Linked DNA regions of Mus musculus: all the other regions are linked to region 2. A link is a contact called in public HiChIP or PLAC-seq data. All regions are on one chromosome and are shown on one strand. Each heading gives the region's core, a stretch centred on a gene start, on an enhancer-like site or on the middle of the called end of the contact. The rest is flanking DNA. Distances are from core to core; before and after follow the strand shown. Region 1 has its middle 26 kb from the start of Gm35189. Region 2 has its middle 55 kb from the start of Gm35240. Region 3 has its middle 5.8 kb from the start of Gm35189. Region 4 has its middle 33 kb from the start of Gm35189.

Region 1 (7,472 bases), core at 1,095-3,594, 470 kb after region 2:
GAAGGAACCATCTGGAATCTATGAGGTTGGGGGTTTTCATTTTGTTTTGTGTCATTTTGTTGTGTTGGTGGAGTTTGGTTGGTTTGATTTGGGTTTGTTTGGGAGCTTTTTTGTTTGTTTTTTTTTGTTTTTGTTTTTGTTTTTGTTTTTGTTTTTTTGAGAAAGGATCTCTCTACGTAGTCTTGACTGGACTGGAACTCCCTGTGTAGACCAGGCTGGCCTCAAATTCATAGACATCTGTTGCCTCTGCCTCTGCCTCTGCCTCTGCCTCTGCCGCCTCTGCCTCTGCCTCTGCCTCTGCCTCTGCCTCTGCCTCTGCCTCTGCCTCTGCCTCTGCCTCTGCCTCTGCCTCTGCCTCTGCCTCTGCCTCTGCCTCTGCCTCTGCCTCTGCCTCTGCCTCTGCCTCCTGAGTGCTGGGATTAAATGTGTGTACCATATACCTGACAGGGTTTTCTGTTCCTTTCCTTTCCTTTCCTTTCCTTTCCTTTCCTTTCCTTTCCTTTCCTTTCCTTTTCTCTTCTCTTCTTTTCTTTTCTCTTTTTTTCTCTTTTTTTCCCTTTCTTTCTTTTTTGACAAGATCTATCTCATATTGACCTCAGACTCATAGCAATACCTCGGGACTACAGTGTTAGGCCATGGAACCAGGCCTCGTGGTCCCATGTAGAATTTGAATGACATTCAGTCTGTCGTATCGTTTCCCATTTCTCTGATGTGCCAGCTCTAGAGCCTGTTTTAGCTTTTGTTTTAACAGCAATGAAGAGCTCGATAAGGAGCACTTGCTATTGCTGCAAAGGGCCCAAGTTTGGCACCCACATGGTGGCTTACAATTCCTCATTTACTCCAGTTCCAGGGAATCTATCATCTTTTCCTGGCTTCTGCAGGTTTTAGGCATGCATGCAGTGTACATACATGCATACATACAGGCAGAACACTCGTACATAAAATAATAAGTAAATCTCTTTTTCTGTTCAGTTGACAAAATAGGACAACAGACTATCATTATTTTTTCTGGGAATCCTACTTCTCATGTTTCCTTTCTCATCCTCAGACAGAAAGATCATTGCCCTGAATTTGATGTCTACCATCCTCACACATATCTACTATTTTAGTATAGATATATATTGTATATAACATATATGCTATGTATATATGCTACATGGTACATATTAATAAATATGCATATGTACATACGTACAGTTGATCCTCTGTATGTATGGGTTCTATGCCCATGAATTCAAACAACTTCAGATTGAAATTTTTTTAATTCTGTTTGTTCTTAACATATATACTTATGGGGGCTAGAGAGATGGCTCAGTGGTTAAGAGTACTGACTGACTGCTCTTCCAGAGGTCCACAGTTCAATCCCTAGCAACAACATGATGGATCACAACCATCTATAATGTGATCTGATGCCCTCTTCTGGCACACAGGTGAACGTGCAGATAAAGCACTCATACAATAAATAAATACATCTTTTTATATTTTTTTTTATTAATCATTTTATTAGTTTACATTTCAAATGATATCTCCTTTCCTGGTTACCCCTCCACAAACCCCCTATACTATCCCCTGTCTCCTCTCCCCTTTGCCTCTATGAGGGTGTTCCTCTGCCCCACCCACCCACTCCCTCCTCACTGCTCTAGCATTCCCATATGCTGGAGCATCAAGCTTCCATAGGACCAAGGACTCCCTTCCCATTGATGTCCGACAAGGCCATCCTCTGATACATATGTATCTGGACCCATGGGTCCCTCCATGTATACTCTTTGGTTGGTGGTTTAGTCCCTGGGAGCTCTGGGTGGTCTTGTTAGTTGATATATACTTATCTCTTATCATTATTCCCTATAGTATGCACAGCAGCTACTTATAGAGCATTTGCTGTGCATTAAGTATTACAAATAACCCAGAGTTGACTTAAAGCACACAGGGGATGTATACAGTTTACAGACAAATCCTATGACCTGTTATATAGGGACCTAAAGATCTTTTGATTTGGAGATCTGTGTGTCCCCAAGGGATGGCTATGGACCTTGAGGGATGACTGGATAACACAGAGTGTTGTTTCTGGTCCCTGTTAGCAGATAGGAAAGTGGAGAACCCTGAGTCTCATTTACTTGAAGAAAAATTCCATTTATCATTAAAAACAAACAAACAAACAACAACAACAACCCAAGCTCTAGTTCTGTGGAAGGAGCTCATAGGAAGGAGGCTCGGGGCTGGAAATGGCTGCCATTTCCAGCCTAAGGGTGATTTAGAGAGACAGAGGGCCTGGGTTCCCACGTCAGTGCTGAGGTAAATACTGACAAACAAAGAGGAATTTGTTTTTTAAGATTTCCAGACAATGGCCTGTGCTCTATATCCCTGTCAGTGCTGATAGCCGAGCCCAGACGTCACCCTCCACTCCACCCTCTACGCCTCACAGTTGGTCTTTTTAGCTGCCACAATGAAGACATCTAATTGAATTCTGGTTTGGGGGCCAGGTTTCCCATGTCCCTGGCTGGCTGGAACTCACCATGGACCTCAGATGATCTTAAACTTATAGGGTCGCTCCTGCCTCTGCCTCCCAAGAGTTGGGATTATGGACATGCATGGCCATGCTTGGTCACTATTGAATTCCATCCAGGAGCTAAGAGTGTACAAAGTATTTCAATTTGCCCCCTTTTAAAAAATGACGAATATTGACAAACAGCAAGCCTGGAAGCTGTTATTTACCAAGGTTGTTGTAAGCTAAACTCACAAGGTGGAGATTTGTGCTTCTTTATTGAGCTTGATTATAAAAGTTTCTATCGAGCACTGTCAAACTCACGAACTGGGGAGAGACGTCAGATTTATAACACAGTCCTAAATGGGCAACAGCAGATATAAAAATCTGGGATTTAATATCAGCTTTGAAAATGTTAAATGGGGAGTTGGAGTAGCTCTCACTTTATGAACTGGCACACCGTGGAATGAAAGGCTCTATTGATTCCTGACAGCAGAGACTGTCTCCAAAATGGATTGGAGTCTTTTCATATCCCATTTCATTGTAAAGGCGCGTTTCAAGGGATGTCCTCTTCATTTCCATTCAGTGTCCCGGACTTAATTGGAAAAGAAAGCAAACAGCTTCAGAGAGAAGAACCCCCTCCCTGAGAGCCCACTGGGGTCACTGCTGGGTGGACTAAACTAAAGAAAGTTGCTAAAGCTTGAAAAACTCACGTGGCATTGGGGGTTTTGGCAATAATTCCAGTGCAGGGCTGGAGAGACGGCTCAGCAGTTAAGAGCACTGGCTGTCCTTGCAGAAGACCCAGGTTTGATTTCCAGCCCCACACTGAGCTGCTCTCAACCCTCTGTAACTCCAGTTCCACAGATCTGACCTCTCTTCTGGTTGCTGTTGGCATCTACAGACTCATGGTACACGTAGGACGCTCAGACACACAACACATCTCACACACACACACACACACACATGTTACCTACATATATGTAACATGTACACATATATAATACACATATATACACACATAACACACACACATATGATCTTTGTTTCAGAATTTTAATTCCAGTGCAAAACCAACTGAGAGCACGTCCCTTGGGCTCTGTAATGGAGGCCCAGGATGGGAATCCTTGGTGCCATCCTTAATTTTTTTTTTTTTAAGTACTGTCCATGTCTGGAGAAGCCTCCGTAGGACCTCGCTCGCCTTCTTAGGAGTTCAAGGCTCTCAACTCAGGGCCTTCTGCATATGTGGGCCTCAGCCATGCCTGACCCACAGGGCAGAAAAAAGCAATCTGAGAACACAGTACAGAGACCTACTTTGGACATTCACTTAACTTGTTATAAGGCAGGTATCCCGGAGAGCTTTTGTGCTTAGAATCCCAGTCTGTGTATATCTCCAAAACCCTATGTAGTTAGGGTTTCTATTGCTGTGAAGAAACACCATGACCATGACAACTCTTATAAAGCATTTAATGGAACTGGCTTACAGCTTCAGAGGTTTAGTCCATAATCATCATGGCAGCACACAGGCAGACCTGGTGCTGGAGAAGGAGTCAAGAGTTCTCCAACTGGATCTGCAGGCAACAGGAAGAAAGAATGAGCCACTGGGCCTGACCTGAGATTCTGAAATCTCAAAGCCCACCCCAAGTGACACACTTCCTTCAATAAGGCCACACTTTATAATCCTTTCAAACAAAGCACTCCCTATGAGCCTATGGGGGCCATTTTCCCTTAAATCACCACACCCTCAAACGAGATATTGAAAAGCCCAAGGCAAGATCTCTGTGTGCTCTCTGACCTTGGAGATCAACAGGTATTGGGTAGGAGCGTCTCTCTTCCAGATAGCTTCCAGTTTAGTTTCCTAGGGTTTCTGTTACAAATCGAGCACCTGAGATGGCACAAACTGATTATCTAACAGTTCTAGAGGAGAGATGTCCAGAACAGATTTGATAGGGCTTTCAAAGGCCACATCCTTCTGGAAGCCCTAGAACAGGATCATGCATGACCTGGCCTTTTCTGTTTTCTAGAGCAGTGGTTCTCAACCGTCCCAAGGCTGTGACCCTTTAATACAGTGCCTCATGTTATAGTGACCCCCCAACCATACAATTATTCATTGCTATGTCACAACTGTAATTTTGCTACTGATATGCATCATCACGTAAATAGCTGTGTTTCCAGTGGTTTTAGATAGGTAGAGCACTTCCCCAAGGAGTACAACCCACAGATTGAGACCCTCTGTTCTAGAGCCCTGCTGGATTTCCTGGACCTTAACTCTTCCCATGTCACAGTGTGTCAGTCCGGCCACAGCTTCTGTCATTGCACCAGCTCTCCTGTCTCAACTCTTCAGGTCCACACCAGACCAGAAAACCCGAGTGATACCCACATGTCAAGATCCCTAACAATCACATCTGCATGGTCCCTTTTCCCATGCAAGTCAACACAGTCAGGTTCTGGAAGTCATGAGATAAACATACTGGGGAGAGCATTAACTAGGTCCTCACACCTCTCCACTGTTAAACTAAAATCTTCCATTTGGGAGGCATTCCCTTGGGGTCCTGTACTTCCCATGTTTAAGGGATTTTTTTTTTTTTTGCATGTTTGGCACGGGAGTCATGGGTCAATGGTAGGGTGTTTGTCTAGCATGTGTGAGTCCATGGCTTCAATCCCCAGAACCAGAGAGTAGGAGATGGGGAGCAAGTGCCCCAGGTAAAGCTAAGGTCAAGAGAGTATTTGAGAGTATTAGCTCGCTCAGGAGTTCTGTTAGCTTTGACTCTTCTGCTATGAGGCCAAGTTAAGGTGATTGGTGAAGGCCCTTGGGCAATGTCCTACTCTAGCCCTACAAACCATGAGAAAATCCAGTGGTATTTAAGATTTAAGTCTTGTATGGTGGTACAGGCCTGTAATGCCTGTTCCAGGCGTACAAGGCAGGAAGAATGTGAGTTCAAGGCCAGTTGTGCTATATCTAGAGACCCTGACTCCAAAATGGGGGAAAAAGAAGAAAAGAAAGAGGAAGAGAGGTGAGCTGATGACACAGCTCAGTTGGTAGAGTGCTCACCTAGCACCCACAAGGCCCTGGGTAAGATCCCAGCACAACGTGGATTTGGTGTGGTGACACACACCTCTGATCCCAGCTTTCAGGAGATAAGGAGAAGCTTCAGGAGTTCAAGGTCATTGTCAACTGCTTAGTGGCAGGATAGCCTGGGATACGTGAGATTCTGGCTTAAAAGAAAAAATTACATAGTGTTGTGTCTTATTAAGAAAGAAAGAGAGAGAGAGAGAGAGAGAGAGAGAGAGAGAGAGAGAGAAAGGGAGAAAGGGAGAAAGGGAGAAAGGGAGAAAGGGAGAAAGGGAGAAAGAGAGAACCAGGAATATATTTGGTAGAGGCATAGTATGGTGAGATGGAAGGGGGTGCCTCTGTGGGCCCATGCTGAGGCATCCCATCCCCCTGAGGACAAGACACATGACAGATATGGTATAGAATAGTTTATTTAGGACATAGGGAGGGGAGTTGAGGGAGTAGAAACAGAGAGAGAGAGAGACAGAGAGAGAGAGAGACAGAGAGAGAGAGAGAGAAGAGGAAGAAGAAGAAGAAGAAGAAGAAGAAGAAGAAGAAGAAGAAGAAGAAGAAGAAGAGGAGGAGGAGGAGGAGGAGGAGGAGGAGGAGGAAGAGGAGGAGGAAGAGGAGGAGGAGGAGGAGGAGGAGGAGGAAGAGGAGGAGGAAGAGGAGGAGGAGGAGGAGGAAGAGGAGGAGGAGGGGAGGGAGGGAAGGAGTGAGAGGGAGAGGGAGGGAGGTTGAGAGAGAGAGAGAATATAGGAGTAGAGGCTGGTCATGAAACATGGAAGGGGGAGGGGACTGGGGAGAGAAAGGACAGGGAGGGAAAGAGAGCAAGAGAGAGGAGTGGGCAAGCAGCTCCTTTTATACTGAGTCAGGCATACCTGGCTGTTGCCAGGTAACTGTGGGGCAGAGCCTAGAAGAAATGCTAACAGGTAGTATAAAACTCATCACTCAAAACAGAGATCAAAACAGAGACACTTACAGTCACTTTAAAGAGAGATGAGCTCTAGGCCAGGACATCCTCTGAGTCTGTTAACTGAAGGAATTATTCTGCAAGCTCTTAAGCAGGGCCAAGGAGGTCTGAGGATTGTAGACCACAAGCCGGAAGTCTGTTTGCTCCTCCAGGCAGGTCCTCCCCCTCCCCTGCCTTGAGTGTAATGGGAGCAGCCAGGATCTCCTGATGGGGACAACCCCAGATCCTAGAGCTCAAGAACTCTTTCTCTTCCTTTTCCTTCTCCTTCTCCTCCTTTTCCTCCTTTTCCTCCTCCTCCTCTTCCTCCTCCTCCTCCTCCTCCTCTTTCTTTTCTTTATGAGAGCAGAGGGTAATGTGCCACATGAGTCCAGTTGCCCATGGAAGCCACAGGGACATGATACAGTGCTGGAGTTATAGGCAGTTGTAAGTCATCAGATCATCAGATTTGGGTGCTGGGAACCAAACTCGGGACCTTTGGAAAAGCAGCAAGTGCTCTTAACTGCTGACCCATATCTCCAGGCCCTGCTCTTCTCTTCTGACCTAGTGCTTCCTGCACTGATTCCCGAGCTCTGAGCACCCTTGTGGACACTCCTCTCACCTACTCCATTTCCACCAGAGACAGGTTACACTCCAGCTGAAGCCGGCTTGGCTGCCTTGCATCTTACAGTGAGGCAGTCAGGCAGCTTTTTTGTTTGCATTTTTCTCAGAACTTGTTACTATGAATCATCATCTCACTATCCAGTCGCATTTGGAGCATCCGAAAACAATGTCAGGCTTTCCAGGACAGTCCGGGGACCAGATGATGATTGGCTGCCTCAAGGTAAATGCCACCGTGCACAGCCTCCTGGTGGCCAGGCCTTCTGGCACCATGTCAGCACACACATGCTTTCAGACTTCTGTAGCTCTTAGTGTCCTCCACTGGGCCAACATTTGTGGTCCTATCATAGGCTGTTATCGGCTCACACCTT
Region 2 (7,089 bases), core at 2,461-4,960:
CCTGTCAGCTGAAGCGGTCTGGGAATTAATTTCCCTGGATAGCTTTATATTGAAAGACTCAAAAAGGGCCAGCTGATATGTAAAAAGGCTTACATTTGGCCTTTGAGCGCAGCATTTCAGTGGCTGTCATCTGCACGAGTTCCCTAGAAAGATTTTCCAAAGGACTCGGACGTTAATCTCTGACCTTTGAGAGTTTGTTCCTAGTTTGAAAACAAGGCTCAGGCATGTGGCCAGTTTTAGATAAAGTTTTGAACAAGAAGTTGTTAGCCTACAGGACGAAGGTCAGTGCAAACAAGACAGACAGAAGAAGCCAAACAGGCACAGCTGCCCAGGGGAGGCCAGAGGTCAGGCAAAGCCTTGGGTACCAGAACCTGCACAGCACATGGCTCCTCTTTCCTTCTGGGAATGTGACTGCACAAGCCCAGGTCTCTTTGTCTGGGTCCACTGTCCTGCTCCTTCAAACCCTACCCTTTTCTGCTTGTTCTTCCTCCTTACGTCCCAACACAGCCACTGTGGCCCCCTGTGTGGTCTTTCAGGGCCAGCACAACTTCTGTATCCCTCTGTTCAGTGTTTGGAACCAAGCCATGCCATTGGTGGTGGCCCGTCTATGAGTGTGAGCCTGAGGGTCAGATGCTTCCTTTCAGCTGCTATCAGCTGTGACTGAGGGCTCTGTAGGAGGGAAGCAATGCCATCTGTGCTCACACAGACAGGGAGATCAAGGACATACTGAAATGGATGCCCAAAAGTTGGGGACATAAGGGGGAGTGTGTGTGTCACATAAGAATAGAGAAAGAGCTTTCTTTAATGTAATTTTACAGTGGAAATATTACTTTTTTAAAATGTCATCTTAGTTGTTTTGTTGTTGTTGTTGTTGTTGTTGCTGCTGCTGCTGATTGTGTGTGTAAGACTCAGACTGGCTTCAAGCTCACAATCCTCCTGCCTCAGCACCCTGAATGCGGAGACTGTATGCATACACCACCACACCCAGATCATCTGTTGGTTCTGATGACAGAGCCAGATCCCTAAAACAAGAAGGTAACAATCATCAAACTGTCTCTTGGCCACAGGGAAGGACCAGGGCTCATCCAAAGCCATGTTTTCTAGTGATCAACCAACAAAAGATCCCTGTGGTCCTTTCTGGAATAGTCATTTGATGGCTGTGGGCCTTTTCATAAGGAGAAATGAAGAAATGAGGAAAAATCCTTAGCATAGAAGGGGGTACTGTTACTTTAATATTAGCATTGCTTTCAGATCTTGAGATATATATATCTTGTCTCATATATATGTGTGTGTGTGTGTGTGTGTGTGTGTGTCATGAGAAAAAAATACCACAGAAGGAGACCCAAGTTCCTCTTGCAGCCTGCTCTGGTGGCAGGAAAGATGCCAACAAGCCCTGTGCTCATGACACTGGAAATGATGGCCGCTATCATTGGCCAGAAAACTCCAAGGGCAGCGCCAGCACCAGTGCCAGATGCCCAGAAACTGCTGCTAACAAAGCAGGGTTGCTCCCAGGTGACTGGGGTTTGACGGGAGAACTGAGGCCTGAAGGATAGAGTTGCCACATACCAGAATCAGGAGGGTTTATGGAAGTCAGTTATTACTACAGACCTCTGACCCTTCTCTCTGACTCACTCTTTCAGCCTGAAGCCACTGAATACCCTTACCTAAAAGGGATGAGACTCTGCCTGGGAGTGACTGAAATGCCTGACATCCATCAGGGCCCAACTGCCATTTGTGACAAGCACACTGGACTCCCTCACACGGAGTAAATTGGTTTGACCTTTAGGAGGAAAGGGAAATATGTCACCTTCCTAACTCGGGTGATGGGAAGATACCCTCTACAATGAGAGATGACCTCCCTGCGTAGACTCCCCAGGAGGTGCAGAAAGGCCCTGGGCAGGATTGGGACTGAAAAATTGAGGTCAGAGCAAAGGCACGTAGGGTAGAGTTTAATTCCCACAGGCTAGCCCGGATAGGACACCCTGGCAAGGCCTGCTTCTCAGGATCTGATTTCTCTCTGTCCCTCCCAACCCTTCTTAGACTGGCTTGGAAAGACACTAAAGTGGATTTGGCAGGGAGGCTGGAGGTGCTCAGCAAGGAGCCATCTCAAGGGGGATGGGACAATAAAGGAAACAAGTGCCTTGCTTATGAGATTCCATGCCCTACAATGAGATGCTGAAGAGTAGAGAAAAGAATACAGTACATGCCATTGATTGACTCTCCCCAGCACTGTCCTTACTCCATTGCCACCGGCTTTGCTGAGTTCCATGTTTGAAGGGTTTCTAACAAGCCCTTCTTCATTGTTTTCTGCGGCCTCTGACTCACGCAGAAGCTGGAGGTCTCCTGGCTAAGGCTTTCTAGGATACAACACTGGTTCCTGGAAAACGCCAAGGCCTTTCTGCGCTCCACTCTATGGGTCTTGGTCAGATGACAAGGCTCTAGGCAGTCTCTGCTGGCAGAGAAGTGAAGAGTAAAGAAAGCCTGAGCCCTGAGACAATCTCTTCCCTGCCAGGAAACCAGAGTGATGGGAAAAGTGTTCAAGTGTTCAGCAGTGGGAATTCAGAGAGGCCATTACAAATTTGAAACCTGCCTACAATGAAATTATCTACCAGTTGCTAGAGGAGCTAGGATTAGAACTCAGAGCTGAGAGGAAAATAGAAGGAACTCTCTCTGATGCAAATCATCTGCACACTGAAGACCCTTCTCTGTTTTACAAATGAGGACTTAGAAAGAGAAAGTAATGTCTCCAAGACCACATAGTAAGAAGTGGGGAATTTAAACTCTAGAGCTCTGAAATTTAGATCCTTGTTCTGTTCACAATAAAGTGATGCTACACTCTTAGTGAACTCTCATTAGAAGATTGCATACTTCCTTATATTTATTTCTTGAGGAATTCCTCATTCTAGGACAGTGGTTTTTAACCTGTGTGTCCTGCCCCCTTTAGGGTCACCTATCAGATAGTCTGCATATCAGATATTTACATTACGATTTATAACAATAGCAAAATTACAGTTATGAAGAAGCAAGGAAATAATCTTATGGTTGGAGGTCACTACAACATGAAGAACTGTGTTACAAGGTCACAGCATCAGAAAGATTGAGAACGACTGGTCTAGGAGGTCTTTCACTCAATACCTTTACTGCACAAGAGTCAGGGTATTTAACCATAGTTGACTTAACATACCACCCTTAGAATTTCAGTGATATAACTCTCATCTTGTAGCCTAGCAGCAGAGAGAAACAGGAAGGAGACATGGACATATGGGTACTTCAAAGGCAAGCTCCTATTGGGCTACCTCCTCTAGCTCTTATCTCTGTAAATTCCCATGAGCTTCTGGAACAGAAGCCGAAACCAGAGTCTTCAACATGCAATCTTGGGAGTAATATTTGCTATTCAAATGATGAGTCTTCTTGTGTGTCTAGGAAAAAGAAACAGATGGATGAAATTCATCTGTCTCTTGGGCTCCTGAAGGAGGCACATTCAGCGGGGGTTTGGAATTTGACAAGGATTACATTAGAATATTCTTATTCCTCAATAAGAACATGGAAGAATCCAGGGATCAGCAATAACAGACTCTCATACCACCCACCCCTCCTCCTGGGACAAAGAAACCGTGATAACAGAACCTAGGCAGAGCTGGAGGCAGGACTGTGCCTCCTGATAGGACCTATTGTGACAGAGTATTCATCTACTGCCAGAGCTCCCATATCAGAGGGTGGAGGGGGTCAGAGAAGAAATCCTCTCATCTCTCTCATGCCTCGAATCTGCTGCCTATTCTCCCTATGACTAAAGCCAACTGGATGCCAAGACACAAGAGCCTGGGAGGTTGATACAGTGATCAGCCTCTCAGATACAGGAAGGGCAGTCAGTGGATCCCAGAGGCAAAGGTCAGGAGATCAAATAGCACACAATCCAAACACCTGAGTACCTCCACTTCCAGGAAATGTCATTCTCCTTTGACATTTGCCTTGTGTGAGCTGCACCCTGAGCTCTAACAGTCTACATGAACCTATTGGTCCTAGAGAGAGGCCAGTGTCAGCCACATGTCTCATAACCTCACCTGACCCAATGGACACTCGTGATGTAATGGGATAGAATGCAAATCATCACAAACCTTTTCTATCTCCAATATAGAATCCAAAAGGTTCTGTATCAACCCATGAGCCATGCAAAGTCCAGAATGCTTTATAGGAAAGATGAGAGGACCATGGCTAAGGGATCCTGACACTCTGGGCCCAGAATAACTCAGCCCTTCCCCCTTTCCCATTGTCAGTCCATCTATCATCCTATTCTGTCTTCCTCCACCTTCAGTAAGCACCTCCTGGAACCTATGTCAGCCTGGGCTCTGGGCTGACTGTGATTAACTGAGCAGATACACGCACAAAGCTGGTCACTCTTGCGGGGCTCCGAGAAGCAGCTGCAGTAATTACAGGGAATTTCTGGAATGGAGACTAATGGTGCAGGTTCAGATCTAAAACGCTTTTGATCCTCTTCATCATTAAAAGGCCATTAAAGGTACAACACATATATTACCAGGCATCAAATCTGCATTGATGTAAAAAGAAATTAGGCTAATAATTGTTCCCAAGGCCATTATCTCCAGTGAGGGAGGGCACGCGCCTTCCCCTGTGGTTCCGCAGAGGGCTTTCATTGACCCAGAGCAGTTCAGTTTAGACAACATTGATTGAACCCTTTCTTGTGTGTCACTCTAACCAGACACCTGCATCTGTGAATACCCCAGTTTAAACTGTTGAGTTTCAATGATTTGCCCTCTAGTTTATAGGCTGACTACTGGGAAGGAAAACAAAACAAAACAAAACAAAACACCACAGGTGATAGAGATGAGAAGTTCCACATGACACAGTGATCCTAGCAACAGAGGCAGAACCACTATAAATATAACCGAAGAGACTGCAGAAGCTAGTTGAATGCTTCATGTTAGTAAGCATTCACTCTGCATCAGTTTCATTTAAGAACTTCACCCACTACCCAATGAATCTCTCTTTCAGGCCCCATGTGAGGACAAGATTAAACTGTTCTTATTGGTTTAGGTCTCAACTACCTTCTCCTAGCTACCAGCAAAGACTTCTATCCCAAAGACCCACTGTCAGGTAAGCTCTCCTCAACCAGCCCCTCACAGCCATATTCCCAAGCATCTACCAGGGTTCCAAGACTGTTGCTGATAGATTTATGTTGATATAATAAACACCATGATCAAAAACAACCTGGGAGAAAGGGAGGATATTTACAAACAGGTAACACTGAGAGAATTAAAGGCAGGAGTTCAAGGCAGGAGCTGAGGCAGAAACTATGACAGAGTGATGCTTATGCCTTGCTCACCTTGCTTCCTATACAACCCACGACCAGGAGCCCAGAGATACTACTTCTCACAGGGACTCTCCCACACCTATCAACAATTGAGAAAATTCCCCCATAGACATGTCCACGGGCCAATGTGAAGGAGGCCATTCCATCTGAGATTCCCTCTTCCCGGGTGACTGTAGTTGGTGTCAAATTGACAAAAACTAACTAGCACACAGACCTCTGACCTGGTCCCTGGTTGTCACGCACTGGATCTTATTTTTCAGCCAGGTGTAAAACTGAGTAACAAGCCTCAGACTCTCAGGTCCTCCAAGATGAAAAATGGGATGTCGAAAAATAGTTCTAAGCAATACATAAGGTATGAATTTCTCCAGAGAAGAATCAGGGTGAGAGACAGAGATAAAATAAGCAGCAAAACAGACAGAGGGACTCATAGAAGCAGACTGTTAAAGACATAGCTTACAAGTTTTAGGGTCTAGACCACAATAGCTTCAGAATGAATCTAATCGTGGTATTGAAAAAAAAAAAAAAGATTAAAAAGACGGTCGTCTGCATAGGTATGAGTTCTCAACTTCAGATGCTGAGGCATAAATCTGACTGGAGCCTGTAAAGGGGGTGCTGGATTTACGCCTAGAGGAGACCAGAAATGGGCGGATGGTCCTTGCCTCTGTAGCTGCCTTCTTTCTAGCTCTTAACCAATAAGAGACTGTTTAAGTCAATGCTGGTAACTTAAATATTTTTCTAATATCTCTATACAAGGATGTAATTACCTTTCACACTGCTAGAGCAAATACTCTAGGCAACTTATAGAGAAAAATGTTTATTTTGGCTTAGAGGTTCCAGCTCAGGGCTGGTTGGCCTTGTCTTTAAGTTTGTGGTGAGGCTGCACCCCACAGTAAAGGCACCTGGCACAACAGAAGAGCTTGCTCCAGGATTGGGGAGTGAGAAGGAAGAGACAACACAGCCCCACAACCCCTGGGTGCACACTCCTAAGGACTTAAAGACCTCCCACTGGGCCTTACCCCCTGCTGTCTCCACTGTGCTTCCACAGCCCTGGACAGGGACCCAGCCTTTACTACATGGACTTTTGGAGGACACTTAGGGTCTGATCAAGAGCAAAAATGACATGGAGTGGTGTCTCCGCAAGTAGTGAAATGATTGCAGCATTATGTGTGTGGTTACACAAGCACTCATGGCTTTATGTGTGTGCTTACAGAAGCACTCATGGGTAGCCAGATGCAGGTAGATATCTATGAGTTCGAGACCAGCCTGGTTTACAGAGTGAGCTCCAGAACAACCAGGGCTATAAAGAGAAACCCCATCTCAAACAAACAAAAGAAATGGTTAACACTGGCTACCCATGAGAAATAGGCAGATGGCTGGAAGGCTGAAGTTGGAGGGAGAATTTTCACTTTAGTATTTGTAAGATGTTGAATGTAACTTCTCTATTCAAAACATAAAATGAGATCAAATCACTTTAAGTGAACGTGGGAGGGAGCTATCATTTATTGAAATTGTATCAGACACTTTGCATATTATTTTTAGTTTTACATAGTTTTTTTTAACTTAAAAACATGATATAAAAAGCCCAAAAAACACAAATGTGCAAAAAAAAAAAAAATCTGTCACCTATAATCTCAACTACTTTCAAAGAAAGCGACAGTTAAAACTTTGGTGTAAAGTCTTTCATTTAGATGGCTGTTTTATAAAAATAGTGCTGCGCTGTTCCTGCTGCTTCCTAACTTGTTTTTCTCACTTCTCATCAT
Region 3 (7,263 bases), core at 2,642-5,141, 440 kb after region 2:
CTTTTGGGATGCTTTAGCAAAGGCTCCACAGGCCATAGGTCTGCTTCCCTGAAGTCTCTGTTGGACTCTGCAAAGGTGACACGGGACAAGGAAACTGCAAGGCTCAGGAGGGAGGGAGGAACAATTCCTTCCCATTTGCATCTCTGGTTGAGTCTCCACCCCCCCTCCAGCCATGCCTCTTCACCCTGGCAGCCACAGCTCCCCCTCCCCCCTCTCCAGCATCAGTGGAACACATTTTACAGTTTCCCGACACTTCAGAAACCAGCATCGCTCACACTGCAAGCACCACAGCACCAGCCAGCTGGCACCCCTCAGCAGAGCTACATCTCAGGGTTGCCAGCCCCATCAGTCTCTTCCTGGGATTCTTAGGCTCCAGTCCTCTCACCCTCCTCCTCTCATTCCCTCAACTGATGAAGGGGTAGCTCTCTCCTACGCTGCTGCCAGGAGACCTCAGGAAAGCAGAGTATTCAGGACACACCTTTCTTTGCTATGTTAAAATACCTGACATAAACAACATGACGGGGGATTGTTTATCTGAGCTCACCATTTCTGAGGTATCAGTCCATCTTAGAAAGGAAGGTAGGCTGGACATAGCAGCTCACATCATGGAAGCAGAGAGGGAGGGAGGCAGGCAGCCAGTCACACACACAGAAAGACAGACAGAAAGAGAGACAGAGAGCATCTTCCTATTATTTTGAGGAAGCACCTGAGACAGTTTATTACCAATAATAAAATCTCTGAGCTTTTAAACTAAAATTAGATTCTTGGGAAATAAGCACTAGTCATTTTGATAATCATAATTCCTAATACATAGAAGCTTTTCTGGTCCCCCTTGTTTGACAATTAGTGGTGGCTGAGGAACAGGGTGTCATTTCTTCAGTGGTGTAGCCACTGAGAAGTTTTTCATGTTCTAATAAGTAACCTCCCAGCTGTGCCCATGCAAGAAGCACAATTAAACTCAGTGGGCCACACACTAAAGACATGGATTTGTTGGAAAGAGGGAGTTTAGTGGGAGAAGGGGGAATGAGATAGGGCAATAGAAGGGGAAGTGACTAAAATTGATTATATACAAGGATGAGACTCTCAAGGGGTTATAAAAATGCAATGTTTAAAATAAAAGAGTATACAATAAAGCCGGTGGCAATATTAACAAATGCAACTTTAATAATGCACAAGTGTCAAAATTCAGAATAGCTGCATTACGCAGCCACTAATATTTTCTAATGACCCACACATGCGATTACAAAATAATCCAGAGGCAAAGATGGATTCAAAGTGAAAGAAAGGTTATGAGACCTTGATGTCAAAGATTTTTTTTTAAGTTTTTTAATACCTGATTTCAGATTCCACATAATCAGTGTCTGAAGGATAAACTTGCTCATGTTCTGTTTTCATGTGGTATCAAAAGAAAACTGGTAAATCAGGAAAGGCTATTTAACTATTTCCCCTTTCTCCTGTTCCTCTCTGTGTGAGTGTGAGTTGGTGTGCATCTCTGTGTGTGTGTTTGTGTTATACATGTGTGTGCATCTGTGTGTGTAAAGGCCAGATGAGGATGGGATGTCTTCCTCTATTGCTCCCCACCTCATTACCTTAACATGAGTCCTCTCGCTGAACACAGACTCTGCGTTGAGGCAGGCAGCACCCCAGCATCTGCCTCTCTCCACCCTGCAGTGCTGGGGTTACAGTGCACCTGGCCGTGCGTTACATTTCTGGGGACTCCGGGACTAGAACCCAGGTCTTCCTGCTTGCACAGCAAGCACTCTTACCCAATCAACTGTCTCCGTAGCCCCTATTTATCTCTTTCCAAATCTTAGATTTGAATGAGACTAGTTTTTTCTCCATATACTTGTACTGAAACAACATGTCCCAGTGTGTTGAATCCCAAAACGGACACAAGTATTCAGCTATTCTATTCTGCCAGATGCTAAAGAGATTTGCAAAACTATCAATGCCAGTATTCACATTAAAGTTTGTATATTATCATTTCTTGTCCATTTAAACAGTGTTATTACTGCTTGACATAGGGGTACACATACCCTGTAAATCCAGCACTTGGGAGGCAGAGGCAGGTGGATTCCTGAGTTCGAGGTCAGGCTGGTCTACAAAGTGAGTTCCAGGACAGCCAGGGCTACACAGAGAAACCCTGTCTCGAAAAAAATCAAAATAAACAAACAAACAAAGGTTTAAACAAAGTCTCACTTTTCTTTCTAATAATGTTGATACATGCCAATCAATTTTACCTCACAGACATTCTGAGGGCCTCTCAAGGAGTCTGCACTAGTGTGAAAGATTCCTGTAAGCAACAGGTTTAAGACATGAAGCTCAGAGTTCCTCTCTAACCCGCTTAGTTACCTACTTAGCAACCCAATGCCTTCTTTAACAAATATTTCTATTCTTCTGTCCAAAGGAACTTATTTAGGGCTGGAGAGATGGCTCAGTAGTTAAGGGCACTGACTGCTCTTGCAGAAGACACAGATACAACCCCTAGCATCCACACAATGACTGACTTACAATCATCTGTGACTCCAGTTGCAGGGGACCTGACACCTTCCTCTGACCTTTGCAGGCAGCAGACACACAAGCGTATGTAGGCAAAACATATAGGCATGTAGGCAAAACGAATATACAAAGTAAAAATCTTTTAAAATTCAGAACCTAATTTTTAAAAGTATAATGTTGTAAGTGCCCCTAAAACTGCTTTTTCTGTCATCTCCTGGAGCCTTGCCTATGATCCCGTGCCCATACAGCCTGGTGCTCAGCAGAATGTTCCCGTCAAACCTTTGAGACAGCGTTGTGTAATTCCTGCCTCCCTTACATTCTGCTAGGCCAATTCCCACCACCCGGCCTCTCCTGGCCTGTCTGCTCCGCTAAGAGCTTGGAGTTTGGCTTGCTTTTCTGTGCCTGAGCTCTGGCCTGGAATTTGCTCCATGGCAGAAATCTGGAACCACCTAGTATCTGATTACCTCATCTGTCCCTTTTCAACCGATTTCTGAACCTTCGATAACTTTGTTCCACCTTCTCTAGTTTTCTGGAAGCTTCCGTGGAGAGCTGGCCCCATGTCTGTGGGCTTTTGATAACTGGAATACTCTTTTAACCCCCTTGCTCTGTTTGAAACAAAAGGCCCTGGATTTTAGCCATCCCAGGCCCTGGGGAGTAAGCAGGGCTCACCTTTAGCCTGGCAACATGGGCCTTCTGAGGGTTCCAGAACTCTGACCTTAAACTCCAGCGCTAAACAACACGTTGCCCTCCCCACGCTTCCAAAGAATGAAAGGGAAGCATTATATTTTTAGCTTAAAAGTCCTGGCTTTCAAGGGTTGGTATAAATTAACATGGCGGAAGGGGGTACATCCTAAGCCAAAATGTTAACAAGGACAATGGGCCTCTGAGAAATCAACTTCTAGTCTTTTTTTTTTCCTGGACTTTCCAAATTTTAAATAAATGAACAAGGGCTATCTTTAGAAAACAGAACAATGTCCCATATTTGTGGTCCCCTCCCACTGGCTGACTTTTCTTTGTGCTTTAGTACAAATATAGGCCAGGGTGTGACTGATAGTTGATAGCTCGCCTGGGTGTGGATCCTCCCTTCCCTGTCTCCCAGAAGAAGGTTCTTTGAAGAGCTTCCGTGTTTGTCCAGCAAATGACTACAGCCTAAGAAAACTCAACTTTCTCAGAAAAAATTTCCAGACATTTCTGATTACAGCCAAGTCTCCAAGAGAAGCCTGAGGGAAGGAGTCCTGAGGAGAAAATGTTTTGTTTCTGACCAGGGGCTTGGGCCCCCTCACCCCCTCGGGCGCCCCACTCTGACCCCACCCGTCCCACCCACACCTTAGTAGCCTTTGCTCTCTATCAGCTCAAGCCCAACAGAGGGTAGCCCTTCTACTGTGATACCCAGCTGCTGTCACTCAACGCCTGCGTCCCCTTTAAAAATGAAAACAAGTTCCTCAGACTCCAGAGCAGGAACTCTGGAGACGTTAGCATATTCTGGCAAGGCGCCTGATGGATAATAGATAACAGGTTATCCAGGAAATAATTAGAAGCCTGCGCCCACACGGATCGGTTGCACACACTGACCCCTGTCATTCAGGATGTGGCCCTGACAGTAAGAACCCTTTCTTCTTTCGCTTTCAGGCGTCAGAAAAATGTCAGGCTTCTCTCCTGCCTTTATGCGGTGACAAGTTAACAAATGCTGAGTTTCCAAAAGGCACTTATAAGACCCTCCGAAGCATGAGTTCTCACGAGTCTGGGGAACCAGTAGGTTCCCTCCCATGAGCCCCTGGGCGGGGCGGGGTAGGGGAAATCACTTCCTCAGCCTCGTGCTGCTGTGTAAGGAGTCCTTGCTTCCTTCTCTCCACCCCTCCCTGTTTCTTTCCACCCCTTGCCTGAAGTTCTACCCCTGACCAGCTACTTTCAAAGTCCATGCCTGGCTGCTGAGCAGAGTCTAAGTAGCCACCCGGACTCTTCTCCAGCTGGGGACATTACCCCACACCCCACACCCCCAATATGCACCGATTTTGTTTGCTCTGAGATTCGGAAGTATTCACTTTTGTTTGTTAAGTACAGTCTCTGTATGCATCCACTGCTGTAGATATGTTGATGCGGTTATGACAGTCCATGGCTTCCACCATCTTTATCTTTTTCTTTGGTGAGATGTGTGATCTGAATGTAGATAGGAACTGTGACTAAGGGACTTCCCTGCCTTCCCTGCATTGAGCAGATGAAGATTGCTAGTAAGTCTATTCTTGGATCCTAAAGGCAGTGGGTTCCATTTTTCTCTTTCTACATCTTTGAGTGGGGTTGCATGTTTGTTTGTTTGTTTGTTTGTTTGTTTGTTTTTCTGTTCTAAAATCAAGAGTAATAATAAAGACCCCTTACTCTGACCATGACATTTCGACCAACACATTGTGTGTACCTCTGAACTCGCTCCAAAGTCTCCCTTTATTCTCCTCATTTCACAGACCAGAAAACTGAATCTTGGGGCAACTAAAAGTAAAGTAAAAACTGGAGTTATCAGATCCTAAGTTCTATCATCACACAAGCCTATTGTCCTGCACAAACAAACAGGCAAACCTGGGCCAGGCAAACTACACCATGCTACTTCATTCACGTCTTATACCCATATACGCTAACTCTTTCAAGGAAAGAGACCTGTGCCCTGGAAGTTATTAAGGAAAGCCCTCCCTTGAGAAGGGTGGTGGGAAGCTGTGGTGTATCCCCTATAGCATCCAAATCAACCATAGGTTTCATTTCATTTGAACCTCACATTAGAAATGAAGTTTAAGCTAAGAGCTGAGAAACGGTTTGCTCCAGGACCTTGGGTTTGTAGGTAGTTTGGATTCAGACTTCTAATTCTTAACTCTCTCCATACCTATGTTACCATCTCAGTCATCCCAAGATGCTTCAACAAACCACACAAAGAACTGTGCAGGCCTTCCCAGACCCTTGGCTTGTTTAGTAGTTAATAGTTTGTAAAGTTAATCATGTGGTCAAGAGTTTGCACTCCAGAACAAAATTTGCCAAGGTCAAATGTCAACTCTGGCACTAGCAACTTCTAAGATTCTGCCCCAGTGTCATTGTTTCCTCAACTAGAAGATAAAGGAGCATAGTTAGTCCCCTCAGACTGCTCTGAATAGGGTGTGGGAGAACGTGATGGGGTCATGATCCCTTCCAAGGAAGCTATCAGTAAACGGAAGTTGTTAACAATTTCTGCTGTCACCAGTAGCTGAATTGACAGAGGAGTGCCAGTTTCAGCCAGCGTAGTTTATGTTTTCCTGTTAGAGACAGACAGGCTCTCCAGAGTCACTGCCTCAGCTTCAATCCCCACCACCAGTACACACGAAGCAGACACTGGGGCAAAGGTTTGAGGACAAGGAGTTAGCTTGGTCAGTGATCCCACAAAGTGAGAAAGTGGGAAAAGTGAGCCAGGGATGAGAGTGTCACAGAAACATCACAGGAGTGTTACAGGACTATCAAAGGAGTGTCACAAGAACATCACAGGAGTGTCACAGGACCATCACAGGAGTGTCACAGGAACATCACAGGAGGCTACCGCTTGGGACTAAGCTCTGTATAGACTCAACAGACCAGAAGAAAAATTGAAATCAAACTGACATTCTCCATCACTAAACCAAAACTAAGTTGTTATCTGGACTTCTGGGAGGGGTGGATGGATCACCATCTAATCAGTTAGCTTTTTTCTATTAGTTTGTCTCTCTGCACTCCCTCGCTTACCAGGAAAGTAGCTTTGAAATGACCAAGACACTCTTCTGCTACTATTGCTCCTCTGCTCCCCCTCCTCCTTCTGCTCCTCCTCCTGCTCCTGCTCCTCCTCCAGCTCCTCTTCAACTTTTCTTCTTCCATTTTCTTCAGTGCTTTTATATCCATAAAGCTAAACTCCACTGCTTGACTCGCTGGCACACATATTTTATTTGATTGAATGAAGCGCTGGCTGGTTCCCAAATCACGGGTAAAGTCAATTAAGATCTCTAAATTAGGGTTTTGCCCATAGCCCAAGGAGCTCTGCGCTGCTCTCTGTGTGGTTTATATGAGGCCTGTCTTAGGGACTGCTGAGGTGGACAGAGATAGTAAGACAACTATAGAGTTAAGACTTCAAAGCTTGAATTCAAAATACTTACAAATCCAGGAAGCTTGCACAAACTTCCCTGAGAACAAGCTTCTGGATTCCATCCCCATAAATAGCTCCTGTTAGTGCATGTCTGTAATCCTAAAGATCAAGAGGTGAAGGTAGGCCAAATATCAAGTTCAAGACCAGCCTGGGATATATGAGAACTTTCTCAAAAAAGACGAAGAGGAAGAGGAAGAGGATGAAGAAGGAGAAGGAGGAGGAAGAAAGGAGGAAAGAAAGAAAGAAAGAAAGAAAGAAAGAAAGAAAGAAAGAAAGAAAGAAAGAAAGAAAGAAAGAAAGAAAGAAAGAAGAGAAAAAAGAAAGAAAGAGAAGAAGGGAAGAAAACAAATTTTCAAATTAAAAGAAGTATGTTTATCTTTTTTGTTTTATTTTTAATTTTAATATATATATACACACACACACATATATATGGGTATTTTGCCTGCATGTATGTCTGTGCACCGTGTATGTGCAGTGCCTGGGGAGAACAGCAGAGCACACTGGATCCCTTGACTGAAGTTACAGTTACAGTTGTAAGCTGCTATGTGGGTGCTGATGTGTATTGTACCACTAAGCTGCACCTGGTTCCTCTAGAAGAGCAGTCAGTGCTCTTAACTGCAGAGCCATCTTGCTAGCCTGTA
Region 4 (7,524 bases), core at 4,025-6,524, 410 kb after region 2:
CCCTCCCTCCCTCCCTCCCTCCTTCTGTCTCCTACTCCATTGTGTTCTAGTGTATAAATATGTGTTGTAGAAATCAAAGCCAGGGCCATGGGCATAGTAGGCAAGTTTTCTGCTGCTTAACTCTCTCTTCTTACAAGGCAATGGGGTTGGCCCTGATTGGTGGAAGTCTATACTACTGAGCATAGGCATACTTTTAACCCTAATATCACCCAATGAGCCCATTGGGTGATACCAGGAATGGCTGGGATAGGGGCTGGCTGGAATTCATAGTATAGCCTTTTAAATAATTTTACTCCTAAAACCTTCATTTGCTAAGGTACCCTTTAGATATTATTCACATCCATGTGAATATCTTTATGTCTTGTGTCCAAGAAAAGGTACTTTCTTAGAGGGCTATATCTGAAGCCTCTGTCCAAATTTCCAGTTTTCTTCTTCCTACATTCCTGGCCATTCTTCCAAAGGATTGGTCACAGACAATGAATCTGTCTATAATGATACATCTGACCACTTTCCTTTTCAAACAAAATGAACAACCAGGCACACTTCTGTAGGTTCTGAGCACCGGGGAGAGTTCCCTTCACTAGTCCTTTCAGGGTGTCTGAGAGAAGTACTGTGTGGCTACATCTGTCCACTTTCAGGTGGTCCATGGATGCTGTGTGACCATCTGTGAGACAGGCCTCCACTGACAGTGGAGATAAGTCCTCTACTGTCGAGAGATAAGAGGGGATCCTCACAAGGTCACAAACACAAGAGTAAGGGTAGTGAGCAGAAGCAGGACTCAAACCTGGGCCTTTCCCTTGCTAAGTGCACATGTGTTAAGTGTGTGCTCTATACTGCACTGCATCCCAGTCCTCCCTGCTTTTGCTTTTTTAGAGCGGGTCCCATTATGCAGCTCACACTGAACTTTAATGCATGATCCTCCTGCCTCTGCTCAAGTGCCAGGATTATAGATGTCTACCATCACATCTGGTGCTGGGTCACTTCTTGCTGTGGTGTATTTGTGTCTTCAAGACCTGTTCCGACCTGATATATACATTTTCATTTGATGATGGAATCTTAAAGTATGAACCCTTGCTTATGGCTTGATATATCCATTAACACTGGTAATGGTGGCTAGCTTAGGCTTCATGGTAACTTACTAGCCCTTGGGCAATCAACCATTGAGTTTCTGCTAAGTCCTAATAGCAAGCCAAGAGCCATCTCTCAGAAAGAGAGAAGTTATCTGTAGATGACAGCAGAGCCTTGCTTAGAAACCCTGGGCTTTCATTACCTTTCATCCGTGGGATCTTTTGAAAGACTCCAGCAGCTTATCATGTTCCGTTGGCAATGCAGGTACCAGTAGATTAGCTGGTCATGTGACAAACTGGCAGAGCAGTTTGTACAGCAACATGAGACTATTTCAGATTACTTTCTCATTCCGCCTCCACTGCAAACCAGTAACTTTCCAAGTCACGTGGGGCAAAGCTATTCCCAGATGAGGGATGCTGCTCCTCATTCGTGACTGCAGGAGAGGCCAGGTGGAAAAGCTCATCTTTCTCCTTTGAGGAAATGTCCTGCACATCACCAGGCTTCTAGAAGTATCATGGAATGAATTACATTTGATTTGGGGTTTTTTGGTTTGGTTTGGTTTGGTTTTGGTTTTAGTTTTGGTTTTTGGTTTTGGTTTGTTTTTTTTTTTTTTTTTTGGTTTTGGTTTTTCGAGATAAGGTTTCTCTGTAGCCCTGGATGTCCTAGAACTCACTCTGCAAACCAGGCTGGCCTTGAACTCAGAAATCTGCCTGCCTCTGCCTCCCAAGTGCTGGGATTAAAGGCGTGCACCACCACGCCCAGCTATGAATTACACTTGTAATCTTCTTCAGCAGTGAGACTGCATCTGGCATAGAACCTGCAGTTGGAGTCACCACCCGGTTAAGCTTATAGTAATCTAAATAATCTACAGTCATTCTCAAAGATCCACCTGTCTTCTGTTCAAACCATATATGTGTAGGGAGTGGGACTGTGCTGGGAATTACCACCTCTGCATCCATCCATCCCTTTCTTCCTTCCTTCTTTCCTTCCTTCCCTTCTTCCTTTCGTCACCCCTCCTTGCCTCCCTCTCTTGCGCACTTTCATTTAAACATTTAAATTTATCCCTGTTGTTCATGTGTTTATGATGTATGTGTATGGGTGCACACACCATGATGCACGTGCAAAGGTCAGAGGACAACTATGTGGAAGGATCAGTTCTCTCCGTCTACTTTTACATGGGTCTAGGGCTCAAACTCAGGTCACCAGGCTTGTACTTTTACCTGCTATGCTATCTACCTCTCTCCTCTGTCTGTCTGTCAGTCTCCCCCCTCCCCTCTCCTCTCTCCTCTTTCTTGCTTTCCATCTTATGTTAAAAGCTGAACCCATGACCTCACGCATGTTAGACAAGTGCTCCACCACTGAGGTCTGCCTCCTCTTTCTTCAACGTGAGTAGTTGCAGGCTATCTCCTGTAAATCCTGATGTTGACATTAATCTCTGTAATCCTTCTAGAAACTCGCCTATCCTTTGCCTTACTATAGAGGCTGTAACAATGGCTTCTATTTTACCATCTTTGGCCTAATAGCTGCTTACTCCCTTTGGCCTTTTTGTTGTTGTTATAATGACCTTCTTGAGGCTAAGGAACTTCATAAAGAAGAAAGTTGACTTAGTTCCCAGTTCTGAAGTCTCAAGGGCAAGCTGCTGACATCAGTTTTGCTTTAGTGGAGACTTTCTGGGGGGTGGTACCACAACGACAGCTGTGCAAGTCAGACTGCCAGACTGAATCACTAGATGGAAAGTCAGAGAAGCTGGGGTGTGACCAGGCTCATTTGATTTAGTTTCTCTGATAATGCTCTTGTTAGAATTAGTCCAGGGTTCCGTGAGAACTATCTTAATCTCTTCTAAGGGTAATGCTCTTAGCAAGAACTAGCCCATTTTTATTAGAGCCCATCCCTTAAAGATCTCTCCACCTCCCTGCCCCCACCCCCACACTGACGACCAAGGCCCATTGTGAGGTTTTATGATAATGGAAAATTAACTAGACAGTGGTATTTGAAGGTAGGGGGCATATGAGCAAGGATGTGGTGGTTTCATATGCTTGTATGTTTGAATGCTTGGGACTGTAGTTGGTGGAACCGTTTGAGAAGGATTACTGTAATTAGTCCTGTAACTAGTCATGTAATTAGTCCTGGCTAGTTCCATGTAACAGAATCTTCCAAAGTCCATTCCACTAGCTACTTCCAGATACTGGTGATGCAAGTACATTTTCCAATACTGTAACAAAATGCCTAAGATAACTTGTAAAAAGAGGATAGGTTTATTTGGGTTCACAGTTTCCATCCAGAGTCTGAATATATAGCTCAATGGCAAACACTTGCATATCATAGTCTCTAACTTATCAACTCCGTTGCTTTGGGCCTCTAGTGAGGCAACACACTATGTCAGAGAGTACAATCACTTTATGGCCAGAATGCTAAAGGAAAAAGAGAGGAGGAGGACACTATTCTGAAGTGGTGGATACTTTAAAAGTTCAAGCCTATTAGAACATCTTAGACCATTGGGGACATGCCCTTGATGGAGATTATAGGACCCTTGTGTCCCCCTCTTCCAGATTCCAACACCTTATAGTCTACAGCAAGGTTCCACTAGTGCCCCACTGTATTGGTACTGTGTCTCCTTAAGAGGGTTTCAAAGGTCTAGAAGTCACGGAGTGGAGATGAATTGTGCCACTCAATGTGACCCATTAACAAAAGTTTATTATCACAGTATTATGTTCTGATCCCTAACAGTCTTAGTTACTTCCACCAAGAGACGTAACAATGACTCTACTATACTACAAGTCAAGGCTGCCGCTGTCTACTTGGGGTTTGCTGTGCTCATGAATCAAAGACAAAGAAAAGATACTTTCTTGGATGGCTAAGGTGGTTGATGCTGATTACAAAGGGAAATGGGATTCCTATTTTACAATGAAATCAGGACAGAGGAAGAGGGTTGAATAAAAATGGCTCCCTTGTGCTGGGCGGTGGTGGCACAGCCTATAATTCTAGCACTTAGAAGGCAGAGACAGGCAGATTTCTGAGTTCAAGGCCAGCCTGGTCTACAAAGTGAGTTCCAGGACACCCACGGCTATACAGAGAAACCCTGTCTGGAAAAACCAAAAAAAAAAAAAAAAAAAAAAAAAAAAGCTCCCTTGGGTCCATAGGGAATGACACTATTAGGAGGTGTGGCCTTGTTGGAGAAAGTGTGCCCTTGTTGGAGGAAGTGGGTCTCAGTTCACTTCCTGCTGCCTGACAATCCAGATGTAGAACTCTCAGCTCCTTCTCCAGTGCCATGTCTGCCTGCAAGCTACCATAATGATAATGGACTAAACCTCTGAAACTGTAAGCCAGCCCCAAATAAATGTTTTCCATTCTAAGAGTTTCTAGGGTCATAGTGTCTCTTCACAACAATAAAACCCTAAGACAGTATATCAGTGTACCTGTGAGTGTGTACAATCCTTTTGGCATGCTCTGTGATACAAGTCAATAGAAAACTATGATTCAATGAAGTCAGAATTATGAATGGCTCAGACCTCCAGGAATACAAGTCTGGATAAGTCTACTAAAGAAAGAACTAGGGCACACTGATGTGGTTGTTGACATCAGGACAGGAGAATACAAAATAGGTAACTGGGGAAGCAGAATGAAACTATCTGGCCAACTATACAAATGACGGCTGTAATTACCACTGCATTTTCTCAATAGGTAGATAGATAGATAGATAGATAGATAGATAGATAGATAGATAGATACATACATACATACATACATACATACATACATACATACAAACATACATACATGTATACACGATACCAATACATAGATGATAGATATTAACTTATCTTCCTATTTACCTATATATTAAATGTGGTTTTCTTTTCCTCTATCTTATTCCCTTACCATGTAGCAGAAGATGTATTGACCTTATATCATAGTATTTATACATCATTAATTTTACACCACAATATTTAAGTTACAAGATATCATAGAGAAAGTAAATACTCACAAAGACTTTAGTTCCTCTTCTGGGGAAAAGAGTTTAGTGGGATTTTTTGTTTGGGCTTTTTTGGGGCTTTTTGTTTTGTTTTTATGCAGGGTATTTGTATGATGTTAGTAAAAATTCTAACATTTTTATCATCTCCATTTGAAGAGTACGTGTGGCTTAAGATAGTCAGTCATGTTGACAGAGGGTGGACCAGAGATAACTGGTTTTATGTGTCCTTTCTCCTAGTCAGGAAGTGATGAAATAGTTGGTTAAACATTATACTGAGCTGATTCCCCTCTCCAATGTGAATAGCCCTCAAACAATCCATTGGAAGCCTAAATAGAACAAGAGACTGACAGAGAATTTGCTCTCTCAGCCAGATTCTCTTCGAAGCGAGACATCAGTCTGAGTATGACTGGGACTGGAACTCCACTCTCCAGTCTCCGGCTCACCAAGTGTTGTCTTTGGGGCTTCCCATCCTCCATAACAACTCGAAGCAATTCTTTATTTAAAAAATCATCTATCTAGATACATAACGAGGACATAGATAGAGGCATATAGATGCCGATAGTTCTGTTTTTCTGGAAAACTTTGATCAATAAAGATAATCAGCTAGGTATACACAGAACCAGGAACACTTCATCTCGTCTTTTTGTGGACACGTTGCTTTTTTAATTTCTCTGGGACAATTCCTATCATTGAATTGCTGGTCACAGAGCGTGTGCTCATTTATGAGAAGCTGCCAGGCTATCTTCCAAATAATGTGAGAGCGTTCCAGTTGCTTCGCATCCCTATCCACATTTGGTATTGTCTATCACTTAAGTTTAACTATTTTGGTTCGTGTGTAGTCATTTTAGTATAGTCATTGGCATTTCCATGCCAATAATGAGGGCTATGCTCATATTTTCCATATGCTCGCCAGGCGTCTCACGTGCTCTCTTCTGTGAAACACATTTCCTGCTTCTTACTCAGCACTGGGCTTGCTTTCTGTTTTACTGATTACATCTTAGTTTTGCAAGCACTCCTTCTCATGCTGTGGCTTGCCTAGTCATTTCCTTAAGAATATGCACACCTTTAACTTTGATAAAGTGGATTTTTATGGTTGCCGTTTACTGTAATCTATAAAAAATATGTCTTGACCAACTCTGAGGTAATAAAGACGGAGTCCTGTGTTTTCTGCTGGAAGTTCTCTAGCATAGTCCTCACATTTCAGGCTATGCTTGATCTCAAATCAATTTTTGTGAATGGTGATGGATAAGAGGGGCTCATTTCTCAAAAATTTATTTTATTTGTGTGGGTGCCTACCTGTGTGTGTATACACATATGTGTCAGCCTGTGTGTGTGTACACATGTATGTCAACTGTATGTGTATAGACGTGTGTGCGCTTGTGTGTACACATATGGATACCAACCTGTGTGTGCACATATGTATGTCAGCCTATGTGTATACACACAAGTGTGTACATATTCAGGAGTCTGAGTATAAGCACACACACGTGGAGAAGGGGTTGACACACATCAACTGTGCATGTCTAGAAACCATAAGATGCTGTCAGATCCGTTGAATCTAGAAGTGTTTACCCGGGTACTGGGAGCTGAAGTCTGGTCCTTATGATTGCCCACCAATTGTTCTTTCCAGCCCCCAAATCTCACTTTTTAAAATATGAAAATTCTGTAGAGTTCTAGCTTCATTTGTTGAAAAGACTATCATTTTCTCAGTGTAAGGCACAGGCACCATTGTAAAAGGTACTTGAAAATAAATGAGTCTATTTTCCATCTTCATATCAGTTCTGATCATGAAATTATCTATGTGCCAATTGACTCTAACAATTGCTGGAGTTTCCTGATAGGTCTGAACCCCTGTACTGGATTGCTACAACTTTGTTCCCAAGTCCACCTTTAGCTGTTCTACATCCTTAGTGTCCTCTACATTTTAAAATCAACCTGTCAGTTTCTATACCTACCACCAACAACATAGTCTTATTTTTACTTTGTAAGTAAAAGGGGTGTGTGTGTGTGTGTGTGGTGTGTGTGTGTGTGCGTGTGTGTGTGTGTGTGTGTGTGTGTGTGTGTGTGTGCGTGTGTGTGTGTGTGTGTGTTTTGCTGAAGATCAGACCCAGAGTCTTGTACACACTAAGCAAGCACTCTACCACTGAGCAACTTCCCCATCCCTTGGCCTTTTAAACTAGGTCTCACTATATAGCTCAGGTTGGCCTTGAACTTGCCTTAAATTTGCTATGTAGCTCAGGCTGGCCTTTGAATTTTTGATCCTCCGTCCTTCACCTTCTCAGTATAGGGATCACAGGTGCATGTCACTGCACCCGTCTTATATTCATTTCTCTTTATACCACTTCACAACCAAACTTCCTGAGTTAGTCGTGCCTGAAGAACACCCTTACACAGGTCACCAAGGGCTTTCTCAGTGGCATAATCTTTTGGATCCTTTCCCTGCCTTTGACTTGTCCAACGGCACTGGCAGCATTGTCATCTGG

The links. HiChIP or PLAC-seq counts read pairs in DNA pulled down with a chosen protein or histone mark.
Region 1: a contact with region 2 is called in an H3K27ac HiChIP or PLAC-seq map of extraembryonic endoderm stem cells, with 9 times the contacts expected there. The contact joins two enhancer-like sites. A contact is called at or near these places in 1 of 15 datasets of contacts at CTCF or cohesin (large pre-B cells) and 2 of 115 datasets of contacts at active chromatin or transcription factors (extraembryonic endoderm stem cells and large pre-B cells).
Region 3: an H3K27ac HiChIP or PLAC-seq map of extraembryonic endoderm stem cells shows a contact between it and region 2, with 4 times the contacts expected there. The contact joins two enhancer-like sites. A contact is called at or near these places in 1 of 484 Hi-C or Micro-C datasets (liver), 4 of 115 datasets of contacts at active chromatin or transcription factors (embryonic stem cells, extraembryonic endoderm stem cells, large pre-B cells and 1 more) and 1 of 9 other capture datasets (embryonic stem cells).
Region 4: an H3K27ac HiChIP or PLAC-seq map of extraembryonic endoderm stem cells shows a contact between it and region 2. The contact joins two enhancer-like sites.

What each region holds. Positions count from the first base shown.
Region 1 is chr12:77,025,578-77,033,049 of GRCm38.p6, reverse strand. No RefSeq gene overlaps it. Among named protein-coding and RNA genes, the nearest start is that of Gm35189, 26 kb to the left of the region's middle. Within about 2 kb of position 2,344, at least 4 of the 459 cell types and tissues checked have an H3K27ac peak or open chromatin away from gene starts, as enhancers often do. A contact at or near this core is called in extraembryonic endoderm stem cells, where this site is marked.
Region 2 is chr12:77,495,207-77,502,295 of GRCm38.p6, reverse strand. No RefSeq gene overlaps it. Among named protein-coding and RNA genes, the nearest start is that of Gm35240, 55 kb to the left of the region's middle. Within about 2 kb of position 3,710, at least 5 of the 459 cell types and tissues checked have an H3K27ac peak or open chromatin away from gene starts, as enhancers often do. A contact at or near this core is called in extraembryonic endoderm stem cells, where this site is marked.
Region 3 is chr12:77,057,234-77,064,496 of GRCm38.p6, reverse strand. No RefSeq gene overlaps it. Among named protein-coding and RNA genes, the nearest start is that of Gm35189, 5.8 kb to the right of the region's middle. Within about 2 kb of position 3,891, at least 189 of the 459 cell types and tissues checked have an H3K27ac peak or open chromatin away from gene starts, as enhancers often do. A contact at or near this core is called in extraembryonic endoderm stem cells, where this site is marked.
Region 4 is chr12:77,083,896-77,091,419 of GRCm38.p6, reverse strand. No RefSeq gene overlaps it. Among named protein-coding and RNA genes, the nearest start is that of Gm35189, 33 kb to the right of the region's middle. Within about 2 kb of position 5,274, at least 112 of the 459 cell types and tissues checked have an H3K27ac peak or open chromatin away from gene starts, as enhancers often do. A contact at or near this core is called in extraembryonic endoderm stem cells, where this site is marked.